3 separate regions of the Mus musculus genome follow, and all the other regions are linked to region 1. The links are chromatin contacts, called in public HiChIP or PLAC-seq and promoter capture Hi-C maps. All regions are on one chromosome and are shown on one strand. The core of a region is the stretch at or near the end of the contact, and the rest is flanking DNA. Distances in the headings are between cores, read along the strand shown.

Evidence for each region. Promoter capture Hi-C pulls out the DNA fragments that hold promoters and counts their contacts. HiChIP or PLAC-seq counts read pairs in DNA pulled down with a chosen protein or histone mark.
Region 2: a contact with region 1 is called in an H3K27ac HiChIP or PLAC-seq map of large pre-B cells, with 3 times the contacts expected there. The contact joins two enhancer-like sites. A contact is called at or near these places in 1 of 39 promoter capture datasets (the C10 cell line), 1 of 15 datasets of contacts at CTCF or cohesin (large pre-B cells), 12 of 484 Hi-C or Micro-C datasets (DN3 thymocytes, the G1E-ER4 cell line, Sertoli cells and 7 more), 1 of 115 datasets of contacts at active chromatin or transcription factors (large pre-B cells) and 1 of 9 other capture datasets (embryonic stem cells).
Region 3: a contact with region 1 is called in a promoter capture Hi-C map of pre-B cells, with 2.9 times the contacts expected there. The contact joins the promoter of 9030204H09Rik here to the enhancer-like site in region 1. A contact is called at or near these places in 12 of 39 promoter capture datasets (the 3T3-L1 cell line, 3T3-L1-derived adipocytes, the C10 cell line and 8 more), 1 of 15 datasets of contacts at CTCF or cohesin (large pre-B cells) and 9 of 484 Hi-C or Micro-C datasets (the G1E-ER4 cell line, the HL-1 cell line, adipose-derived mesenchymal stem cells and 5 more).

The regions. Positions count from the first base shown.
Region 1 is chr2:35,897,377-35,901,002 of GRCm38.p6, forward strand. All of the region lies in intron 4 of Ttll11 (tubulin tyrosine ligase-like family, member 11), which reads right to left. All of the region lies in intron 2 of Gm35396 (predicted gene, 35396), which reads left to right. Among named protein-coding and RNA genes, the nearest start is that of Gm35396, 16 kb to the left of the region's middle. Within about 2 kb of position 1,710, at least 91 of the 459 cell types and tissues checked have an H3K27ac peak or open chromatin away from gene starts, as enhancers often do. A contact at or near this core is called in the HL-1 cell line, the HPC-7 cell line, muscle stem cells and 1 more, where this site is marked.
Region 2 is chr2:35,793,730-35,797,355 of GRCm38.p6, forward strand. It overlaps Ttll11 (tubulin tyrosine ligase-like family, member 11), which reads right to left. Exons shown (of 10, transcript NM_029774.3): 8 at 1,628-1,873. Among named protein-coding and RNA genes, the nearest start is that of 9030204H09Rik, 24 kb to the right of the region's middle. Within about 2 kb of position 1,827, at least 10 of the 459 cell types and tissues checked have an H3K27ac peak or open chromatin away from gene starts, as enhancers often do.
Region 3 is chr2:35,817,336-35,820,961 of GRCm38.p6, forward strand. It overlaps 9030204H09Rik (RIKEN cDNA 9030204H09 gene), which reads left to right and starts at 1,855. Exons shown (of 3, transcript NR_040618.1): 1 at 1,855-1,952. Ttll11 (tubulin tyrosine ligase-like family, member 11) reads right to left here. Exons shown (of 10, transcript NM_029774.3): 7 at 388-486.

The DNA.
Region 1 (3,626 bases), core at 460-2,959:
ATATATCAGCCTGGAGCTCCAGCAGAGGTCAAGATTAGCAATATAAATTTAGGGCTCAACAGCACTTAACTGATCCCTAAAGCCACAGGGCAGGATGAGATCATTTAGGAAGAGATGGTAGATGTACAAAGACAAGTTTCCAAGAATTGATATCCAGGGACCTCCAATATATTTCCATTAATGACAGGTCCAGAGGAAGAGGCCAGGGAAGAACAACCAGTAAGGTAGCAGGGAAACAGGAGAATGTGAGACCCTTCGGTGTTTGCTGGGAAAACCCTCAATCATGCCTTGAACTCACTTGGGCATCCCCTCTGGGAGCCTTCAGTTGGACAGTTAACTCTCTCCCCTCATCTCATGTGAGCACTTGGACAGCATGATGTATACAGAGCAGGGATTATCTCTGTGAGTCTTTCACACTAACCGGAGCACCCCTTAGAGGCCCTGGCCTCGCCTTGTCCTTAGCTACATGGCCCACACCTATCTCAGGTCTCATCTCAGTGGGTACCCAGGGAATGTGATATATTGCAAAGGAAGAAAATAACATAGTCAGAGTGGACAAGGAATGCTTTACAGAGAAAGAAAGTCTTGAGCTGTACTTTGGAAGGTACTGAATATTGAAACTAGTGAATAGGAGTGAGCAGGCCAGGCTGGCAGAGACAGAGGACCAATGGTCCAACCAGGGAGGCACTGGTGACAACCTCTGGAGAGGAAGCAGATCTGGTGTGGAAGAACCAAGGTTGAGGCACAGGGGAGCTAGGCAGCTGGATTGGGATGCGACAAACACCAGGCTAAGGTCTTGGTTTCCAAACTTGATTCCAAACTTTTATCACCAATGTCCTAGTTAACATCAAAATGAGGATAGTTGCCGATTTACAGTAACTTCAAGGTTACTGTAGGTGGGTAGGTGTGATAACTGTTGTCAGAGTAATAAACACCCATATTCTCACTTATTAAGTGACTGCTGTGTATTGGGGGCTGTTTTACACAGCTCCCTCTTGCTGGAGTGTGCAACAACTCTGGGGTATGGCTACAAACAAGCTTGCTACTTATAGCTAAAAAAATCCAGACTAGAAAAGGTTGACTTGTCGAGCTCGCCAGCTACAGTTGCTGTAAGCAGGAGCTGGAAGAAGCTCAACCCAGTCCATCTGAGAGGGAAACCCCAGCCCTTGACAGCCCCTCCATCCCCCACCCCAATACACTGATTCTCAGCTTCTGCCTGGTGATGTGTATAGGCTGTGGGGTAAGAGAGAGGGTAGAGGACACAGGAAGAGGAGAATTATACTAGGCCTTAGGAAAGCTCTATCTCTAGACATCCAACAGGAGGGTCATGGCTAAAGACAAAATTAGACACGGAGAACAAGAAAACTATACAGTTCAAGCCACAAAGTGTGTTCCCTCTGTGTGTGTTTCTGCCACATGACTGTCTACACCCAGGCTGACCTTGATATTTAAGCCAGGGTCACACTGCTGCCCTCAAGACAGCAGATGTGAGGCTCTGTGGCTGGGGCTGCCTGGGCAATGACAAGGCAGAGGCTGAAATGACAGGGCAGCTGTGTTCCTCAGCAGCAGATTACAGGAAATCTGACCACAGCAGAGCCGTGCCAGCTGTTGCTTGGCCACCATGTTTTCCAAGTCATTACTGTGGTCATGGCTGGAACAGGGTCACAGTCACATGCCCCAGATGAGTGTAATTTGGTTGGCCAGGGTTTACGCTCTGTAACGCTGCCATCTGGCCAGGTCTTGCTACAAGCAAGAAAGACCTGCCCAGCTAAGAAATAACTTCCTGCACTTGTGCCGAGTCTCAACAGTATGCAAAGTGTTTCCTGTGTCATCCATGTCTCACAGGAGTTGGGTGCTGACCCTGTAAGGCAGGGGAGGAAGCTAAGTTCCTGAAGAGTTAAGTGACTTAGGACAGGTCACGTGGCAAATGGACATCAGAACCATACCATGGAAACCTCAAGGTCTGCCCGTGTGTCTAGAGCCCAGCTAACAGCATCCTGAAAGGTGATTCAGACAGAGCAAGCAGGAGTGGACTTGGCTCTGAGTAGGTTCCAAATCCTCTCCCTTACTGCGTATCCAAGGCACTCAGAGCAACAGATACCACTTGACACCTTCTTAAAGCCTCTTCACCTACATCACTTCCCAGTGTGCACACGTGCACGTGTGCACACACACATGCACGCGCACACACACACATGCACGCACGCGCGCGCGCGCGCGCACACACACACACACACACACACACACACACACAGGTGTGAGTGTGCAGAGGGAACCTAAGACACACTAGGTGGTGAGAAAGTCTCCAGTACTTACTATACCAGAAAGGGCTTCATTCCTAGCCTGTCTCATCACCCTGGAAGCGTTTAGCGTGTGGTCAAATAGTGGCAAATGGCCATGAGGTTCTGAGCCCATTTGCTAGCTGTGACCCTAACCAAAGCAGTGGCTCCTGATCTGGACTTTCAGCCCCTACAGCTGGCCCTACCCCAACCTTGGTGGCTGTTGTTGCCTGTCTACTGCAGGACACACACATAATGACCACCCGGTCCTCCTTGCTGGGCCTCTGTGGTTTGGTCATGCTTGCCTGGCCCCATGGGATGCTCTTAGAATAGCCAAACAGGCATGGCCACACTTGTCCTCAGGGATGAACCCAGGGTGTGACCCTCACTTTGTGGTGGCCTGGGTTGGGACTTCTTTGTTCTAGCACTGTCCTGAAGTCCTCCTCAGTAGCCCTTTCTAACCATCTCCTCACGGCTATTGCAAATACCTGCTTAAGAGCTGCAGGCTCAGAGAGCAGGATTGGCATAGGACCATGGATGGGACTCGATGGGACAATTACTACTTCTCACACTGTCTCAATCCCTGGCCAGAGGCTTTCACCTGATGATCCTGCTGATGGGGGCAAAATCCCTGAGTCTCTGGATCTGGAGCAACCCAGTGTGTTTGTGGGCTGGTCAGTAGGTGTCTATCTATGAGAGAGACATTGCTCTGACCCCTCTCTTCACTCTCATCCCTTACTGCCTTCAACCCTTCTAGCTGAGTCAGGAAACACCCAGATCTCCTTTGACAGAAAAAGTGATAAACTGTGTGTACTTATGTGGTGTGCACCAGTGCAAGCCAACCCATGCCACTAGCCCCAGCAATGGGCCAGACCTTTGGGCCATTGCCTGTGAAGGAGCAGGCGCTTCAGAAGGTGGGAGTCACACTGGGGCTGATATGAAGCTCGGAAGCGAGTCAGATAAGGCAGTGTCCTGTCTGGGGGGACATATATGCATGACCACATGTAGTTCTGAAAGTCGAGGAAATGGTCAACATACCATTCAGAATAGTGGTTATGTAGAGGATGGGTTGGGGAAGAGAATATGGAAGAACACACATCGGAGCTGGGCAGTGAGCTGGGTGTGATCATTACAAATATGTTCTGTGTTGTTCTATTCCTCACACATCACACACACACACACACACACACACACACACACACACACCCCACCCTCCACCCCACTCTCGTCATGCTATGCAACAATATGAAAGATTATGAGGAGAGGATCCCAGAAGTCCATCGTATCTTCTCTTGCCTGGTCTGACAGATCTGGTGACAGGAAGGGTGTGCCTCATAAGTGCCTAGT
Region 2 (3,626 bases), core at 577-3,076, 100 kb before region 1:
GTGTTACAATGGGGTTTGAGGATGTTGCCTGTTCTAGTTTTCAATAAAATCTTCTGACCAAATGCAGCTCAGGTAAGATTTCCTCTTACACTTCCAGGTCACTTCCATCACTGGGGGAAGTCAGGGCAAGGACTCGAGGAGGAACTTGATGCAGAAAACTTGGAGGAAGGCTGCTTGCTGGCTCTCTTACTGGCTTGCTCACAGGTTCTGACTCAGCTAGCTTTTACTACAGCCTAGGGCCTCCTGCCTGGGGATGGTGTCCTGTACAGTGCCAGACTATACTCAAGATAGCCCTCCACAGACTTGCCTAAGGCCAATCTGATTTAGGCTTTCCTCTCAGGGGACTTTGGGTTGTGTCAGGTTGATAAAATTAGCTAGGGCATCTCCCGAGGACCCATGTGTTGGAAGCGTGAACTTCATGCTGCTGAGGAGGTAGCATCTTTAGGAGGCTGAGCCTGTAGAGGCTCTTTAGGTCACTGGGCAGGTTCTTGTGGGAAGCTGAGCTGTTATCAGGTTGAGCCTGACTCTTACCTGTTTTCTGGCATCCATCACTTGGGACATGCTCTTTCTCCTGCACGTGCCTCCCTGTGATGCTATCCGCCTTAGACCCTCACTGAAGATCAAACTAATGGGGCTATGTGACTGAGTTTAAGCTGCGAACTAAAACTACTATAAGTTGTATAACCCCCTTTGTTTTTTTTTATTAATTAATTTATTTATTGTATGTGAGTACACTGTTGCTCTCTTCAGACACACTAGAAAAGGGCATAGGACCCCATTACAGATGGTTGTGAGCCACCATGTGGTTGCTGGGATTTGAACTCAGGACCTCTGGAAGAGTAGTCAATGCTCTTAACCACTGAGCCATCTCTCCAGTCCCCCTTTCTTTATAAAGGTATCCAACTTCAGGTATTGTGTCATAACAACAACAATAAAAATGACTAATTTGGAAGTGCACATTTTATTTTGGTGTGTCTGGGTGTGCAGGGATGGGTACAAACACCTATGGATGTGTATATGGAGCCTAGAGGTTGATTTTGAGTGTCTCCCTCTACTGTGCTCTACCTTATTTTTGAGACAAGCTCTTCACTGAACCAGGAGTATTATACTTTAACTTGTTAGCAAGCTCTGTCCTGCCCTGTTCCCCGTTCCTGGTGCTGGAGTTACTATTGCATGCTACCATGTCTGGCTTGTATGTCGGCACTGGGGACGTGAACTCAGGTCCTTATGCTTGTGCATAAAGAATCATCTCCTATTGAGTCATCCCCCTCAGCCCCACAACTGCTTGTTTTTAACAACAAACCTATGGTTTAAGTGTCATGGTCATAGTGTTCATCAACTCATTTGACAAGAGTCTTCAATATGCCAGAATCATACACACACACACACACACACACACACACACACACACACAGACACACACACACACACACACACACACACACACACACACACACACCAAGACTATAGGATCAGTGCCAGCCCTGAGATGAATACAGCCTCAAACAGGGTCCTAACTCAATATTATCGTCTCCCAAGAGCAGTCCTGGGCCATATGACCATCCAGAGGAGTGACTGGGGTCCATTCTGTCCAAAACTCATGCTGGAGGAAGCTAGTCTCACTAACCTTATGAAGGTCCGAAAGCCAGTTGGTCCCAACTTCATCGTCCCCTTGATTCCCAGAAATCGGATGAACAAATTGGCCATCCTGTCCACGAGGCGCAAGTAGTTGAACTGCTTGGCATACTTGGGGAACACCTGCTTGAGGCAAATGGAGGGCAGATGGGCTTCAGGGTTGGGCTCGGAGTCACCACCAGTCGGGTCACAGTTCAGATCTTCCTTTGAAGTGAAAGACTTTTCCATCTGCTGAGACCTGAAATACACAAGGCACTCATGACTACTGCCTTCCTCCAACGGCTTCCTTCCCTTGGGATGTACAATCCCCCAGGGGACTGTCATTTGTGTGCTAGAAAACTGACTTCTGAGAAGTGGCTTGTCAAGGCTCACAAAGCTTCTGCATAGCGGAGCCAAGGCTTGAACCCAGGGCAAAGCAAGGACTGGAAACCCTGGCTTCCTCTGTTTGTTCTGCCATCCTGGCTTCCAAGATGGGAGACCTCCTCCGCCCTGCTCGTGATTCAGGGGAGAACTCCATTGTGATCAGCCTGGGTCTGATTTCAAACTCCTACTTATGGGTAGTAATTGAATAATTAAGAAATAGAAAAATCTCATTGAGATTTTTTGGCAAGGAGCCATAGGCACAGTTCAGTGGACAACTTGGGAAGACACTTCCATTCCCCGGTCCCAGGGACACAGGTGCTTTCCTGTCTTAACTGCTTCTTTGGAGCTCGTATAGAAACATGAGGAGAGTTTTGTGACTCCTTAGCCTGTGCGTTTTATTCTCAAATTATTCTGATAATCAAGAAAATGAGCAGCTACAGACTTCTACCTTCTGCCTCTAGCTGGCTATGGTCTCTCCTCTAACATGACACAGCGCTTTCCCTGACCCACAGATGGTGTGCCCATCTCCTTGATGTGTCACTACCAAATATTGACCCATTACCCAAGTGGGAAAATTCAGAATAAATGCCAACTCTTCCTCTCTCTCCATAGTCAATGCTATCACTCTAGTTCCCAAATCAGATCCACAGGCCAGCCAGCATTCTCCCATTCTTCCCTGCTTGGACCAGAGCATCATGTGTCTTAGTCACTGCTCTATTGCAGTGCTGAGACACCATGACCACAGCAGCTTTTATAAAGACAAGCAGTTAACTGGGGCTGGCTTACAGTGCAGAGGTTCAGTCTATTATCATTATGGTAGGAAGACAACATGCAGGCAGACATGGTGCTTTGAGAGGTAGCTGAGAGTTCTACATCTGGATCTGGAGGCAGCAGGAAGAGCAGATGGCACTGGGTCTGGCTTGAGCTTGGGAGACTTCCAAGCTCCACCCCCCCATTCCCCCCCCCCCCCCCCCGCAGTGACACATCTGACAGGCTACACTTTTTAACAGTGCCTTTATGGGCTTATGGGACCATTTTCATCCAGGCCACCAAGCCATATTTCTGACTTTGTCCTCCCCATCCTCTGTGAGGACACTTGAGTGGCTATCATTTTACTTAATTTCAATTTCGAGACAAAGTCTCACTGTGTAGCCCTTACTGGTCGCAAACTTGTCACATAGCCCAGGCTGTCCTAGAATTTGCAATTCTTCTGTTGCTTTCTCTCAAGTGCTAGGATCATGGGCGTGTAGCCCCATGGCAATCAGCATACCTTGTTGGGCTACTTCCTCTCTGACTTTGCCTTAGATGGTGGCCTCTTTACAAGGGCTTCATCCTGGCACTCCTGCTTTTTTCCCAGGCTTCCTTGTTTCTAGTTCCTTACTGGGTAGGCACTTCCAGGCTTTGAATGCCACTCTTGCTATCTATCAGTCGGCTCATTGCTCTTGAGTTCCCAGCTCCCTCTGTCACCCACTGCCTCTCTCTCTCCCTTTTCCTGGCCTCCCATCCCACCCATAACTAGGACCAAGATAACCATCTGCTACCTTCTGTGACCATTTCCTAAGACCAAACCTTGAAAACACTGGGCACGGCCAGTAAACCCCATGAAGATCTGCTCCAGGGAGGTTCAG
Region 3 (3,626 bases), core at 605-3,104, 80 kb before region 1:
CAGACAGACAGACAGGCAGGCAGGCAGGCAGGCAGGCAGGCAGACATTTAAGGTAAATAATAAGCCTGAGGATCCACAGTCGTGGGTCAGGAAAATGGGTGAACAAGGATTCTTATCCAGGCCTTTCCTTTTCTTCCGAGTTCACATCCCTCTGCCTACACCAAGGGTGAATTGGGGATTTATTTGTCTGGAGGTATAGTCTTGATACGTAGCCCAGGCTAGCCTCCCAAGTGCTAGGATTACAGGGATTGTGCCACTGCCCATGGCTTATTTGGGGATGGCTTTCATTGCCTTTTGTTGCATTCCCTGTCCAGTTCCCTGTTCCACACCCTGATGTGGCAGTAAAGAGACGATCAGCCCCACTATGTGCACTTGACTAGTCAGTACCTGACTATGGAAAGCGAGGAACCCTTATGCTTCCATGAAGACATTCTGTCAGAAACTGGAGGAATTCTGTGTTTTCTGTCCATATAGATATCTGGAAAGCTGAAAGCAGAAAGCACAAGGAACTCTTTTTTTGCAGGCTGCTTTGCATGAGGCAGTTAAAGTAAGTTCTACAGAGATCCTGTGGAGTGGCTCAGAGGACATCCATGGGGCCCAGCCTGCATAGGGGCCCAGAGGGACTGGGGTGGGACCTTCCTGCCAAATGTTTGAACAGAACCAAAGGTACTCGGTGTCTTTATTACACAGTCAGAGAAATTGGTGAGGTGGCTTATGTGACAAGTGCTGTCACATAAGGGGATACAAAATAAGCATCACAGTGTCCCTTCCTAATGGGAGCTCACAGTGGAGCAGAAAGGGTCTCAGAAGAGCTGTAAGCTCTCACCATAAGCTAAGGTGCAGTCAGAGAGGAAGCGGGGGAGAGGGGTTAAGCTCACACACTAAGACCAGAGATAAACAAACCCCTCTCAAGATCAGATCTCTACAAACTGTCCCATATGAGGATACAGGTGAGAGAAAAGTCACAGTCAGGATGGGGAGGGGCCAACTGTTTAAAGGTTTTGCTTCTAACTAAAGTTCTATGTTCATGGAAATACAATCATAAAGACAAAGGTGGAAGCCAAGCTGTCTCTTCTCTTTATCTCCCATTTCTTAAGTTTAGTAGCAGTGAGCTGGTGTGCTTGCTCCCTCGACAGCTCTTAGGCTCTTCCAGACAGTAAAGGCTGTCAGAAGAAAATGCTGGAATGTGTTTTATTTCCCTGTAGATAGTGTTCCTCTAAAACCTCACTGTGTTTGTATATGCATGTGTATATGTGTTTGTGTAGAAGCCTATGGGCACATGTACTTGTGCTTGCATGTGTGTGTGTGTATGCCTGTGTATGTGTGTGAACATATTTGGCTATGTGCATATTTGTATGGGTGTGTGTGGATGTGGATGTATGTTTGTGTGTCTGTGTGTATTTTTGTGTGAATATGCTGTTCCATTGTCTAAAACTTCAGTTACCTCTAAGTAGATAAAAGAAGGGTTGTTGAATTCTGTCCCTGAGACCCATGGGAGAAACAGGCTGCTGGGAAAGCAGAGAATGCTGGGAATACAAAGGGCACAGGGATCCAGGCTAGGCCAGTGCTGAAGATATAAAGGTATTTCCTGTGCCACTGGTAGGACACATGTGCTTCTTCCTTCTGACCCCTCTGAGGACAGTTCCACAGCCCACCCTGTCCTCCCTCGCTGTGCTTTCCTGAAGCCTCAATCACCTCCCCTGCCCTGCCCTGCCCTGCTCTGCCCTCCCCTGCCCTGCCTTGCCCTGCCCTCCCCTCCCCTCCCCTGCCCTGCCTTGCCCTGCCCTGCCCTCCCCTCCACTGCCCTGCCCTGCCCTGCCCTCCCCCACTGTCTTCCTTTTCCTCTCCACTTGCCAGTCCCTCTGCCTAACTGTGCTGAACAGCAGTGACTTCACACATGTCCCAGTGTGGAAGGACAAATGCCTGCAGAGGAAGACCGGCAGGTACTTTAAGTGAGTGGTCTGGGGCTGATAGGGCAACTGCAGAGAATCCCCTTTGTCCTGAAGCAGGAAGAAGCATCCAAATCCACTGGTAGAGGAGCCTTCTTCACACTGTACTGGGATGGGAGGGTCTCAAGGCGGTGGCTGCCCCAAACTAAAGGGACCACATGTGAAAAGGCTCAGAGGCTGTAGCTGTGGGTCACAGCCAGCCTCACCAGACTCTAGGGCTCCTCCTTCCTGCTCCTTAGAAAAGGAGTTTTATGAAGCAAATGTCAACTCAGTGCCCACTCAGCAGCTTTCTTCTTGACGTATTAATTGAATGTGACCTGGCAATCTAGGAGAGGGTGGACGGATTAATGGAGCCTCAATAGTGAGGATGTGGTATAGACACAGAAGAGGCTCCCTTGAGAGTCCAGGATGCCCAACCACTGCTCACAGGATGTGTGCTTAGGGTAGTTTACCTAGAAATGATTACAATAATAATAATAATAAATCCCGAGTTGCTACTTCGCTTTTAGGCTCATGTCAGCTCTGTGAGGCAAGACCAGAGGGTTGAGCATCTCTCTGTGCTACACTTGAAGCCAGAGCCCAGCCTACCCTACTCTACTTTGCTCCTCTCTGCAGACCCAAACTGGCTCACTTCTTTCCTCCCTCAAGTGCTCAGCCTCATTGGCAGGACTCAGGACTCCCACCACTTCCGCAATAAGCCCCAAATAACCTTTGCAGCTTCCGCTCCTCACCAGCCTCCCTTCCCCTCCTTCCTCCTTCCCATTCTCTGTTACCACCATCCTCATCATCCTGAGCAAAAAAATGCTTGGAGACTCGGAGCGTCAGGGAGGGTGGCAGAGAATGGGGTAGGGGTGGGGGTCAGGAGGCTGTGCTCTGTGACCCTGCAAGGACAGCGTCCGTGGGGTCTGACACATAGGTGTCCAGGTGGATGCAGCAAAGGTAGCTGAGGAGGGCTGGGCGTCAGCCGCTCTTTGGGGGGGGGGGTCTTAGTTTGCCTTTTGCTGTTGTGTTAAAACATTGATGAGATTCAACTTGTGGGAGGAGAGGGATTATCTTACGCACCGCCTAGAGAAGCCAAGGCAGGAATTGAAAAAGATATCATGGCAGAATGCAGTATACTTGCTTGTTTTCCCTGGCGTGCTCAGCCTGCTTTCTCATACAACCTAGGGCCCCTGCCTAGGGGTGGCCCTGCCCACAGTGGCCTGGACCCTCCCCCATCAATCATCACTCAATAAAATGCCTCGAGGGACTTGCATATAGGCTAGTGTGATGTGGAGGTCATTCCTCAATTGAGGTCCCCACTCCCCCAGATAACTCTGTGTCAACTTGCTTTCTTGGAGGGCAAGTTGGGCTTGCTGGGCTGGGCCAGTAGGGAAATGTGGCTGCAGCCTAGGGGCTCAGGCCACACAGGGGTCTAACTATCTGCCATACAATTGCTACTCAAGATCTCAGTGGTGTTTTGGTACTTTGTGGGGTCTGCATGGCAAGATGACTGCATATGGCCCTTGGTGGGACAGGGACACTTCACTGCAGTGGCATGCATCCTTAGGGAGCAGGGTAAGATGCTGTTCAGCCAGCTGGTGGGCTGGAAGGAGTCACACCTGACTGGGGTTTGTCGTCATGTCGGCTTGCTCTGTGGCATGCTGCCCCCTGCCCTGTCACTGGTGTTCTCTGGGA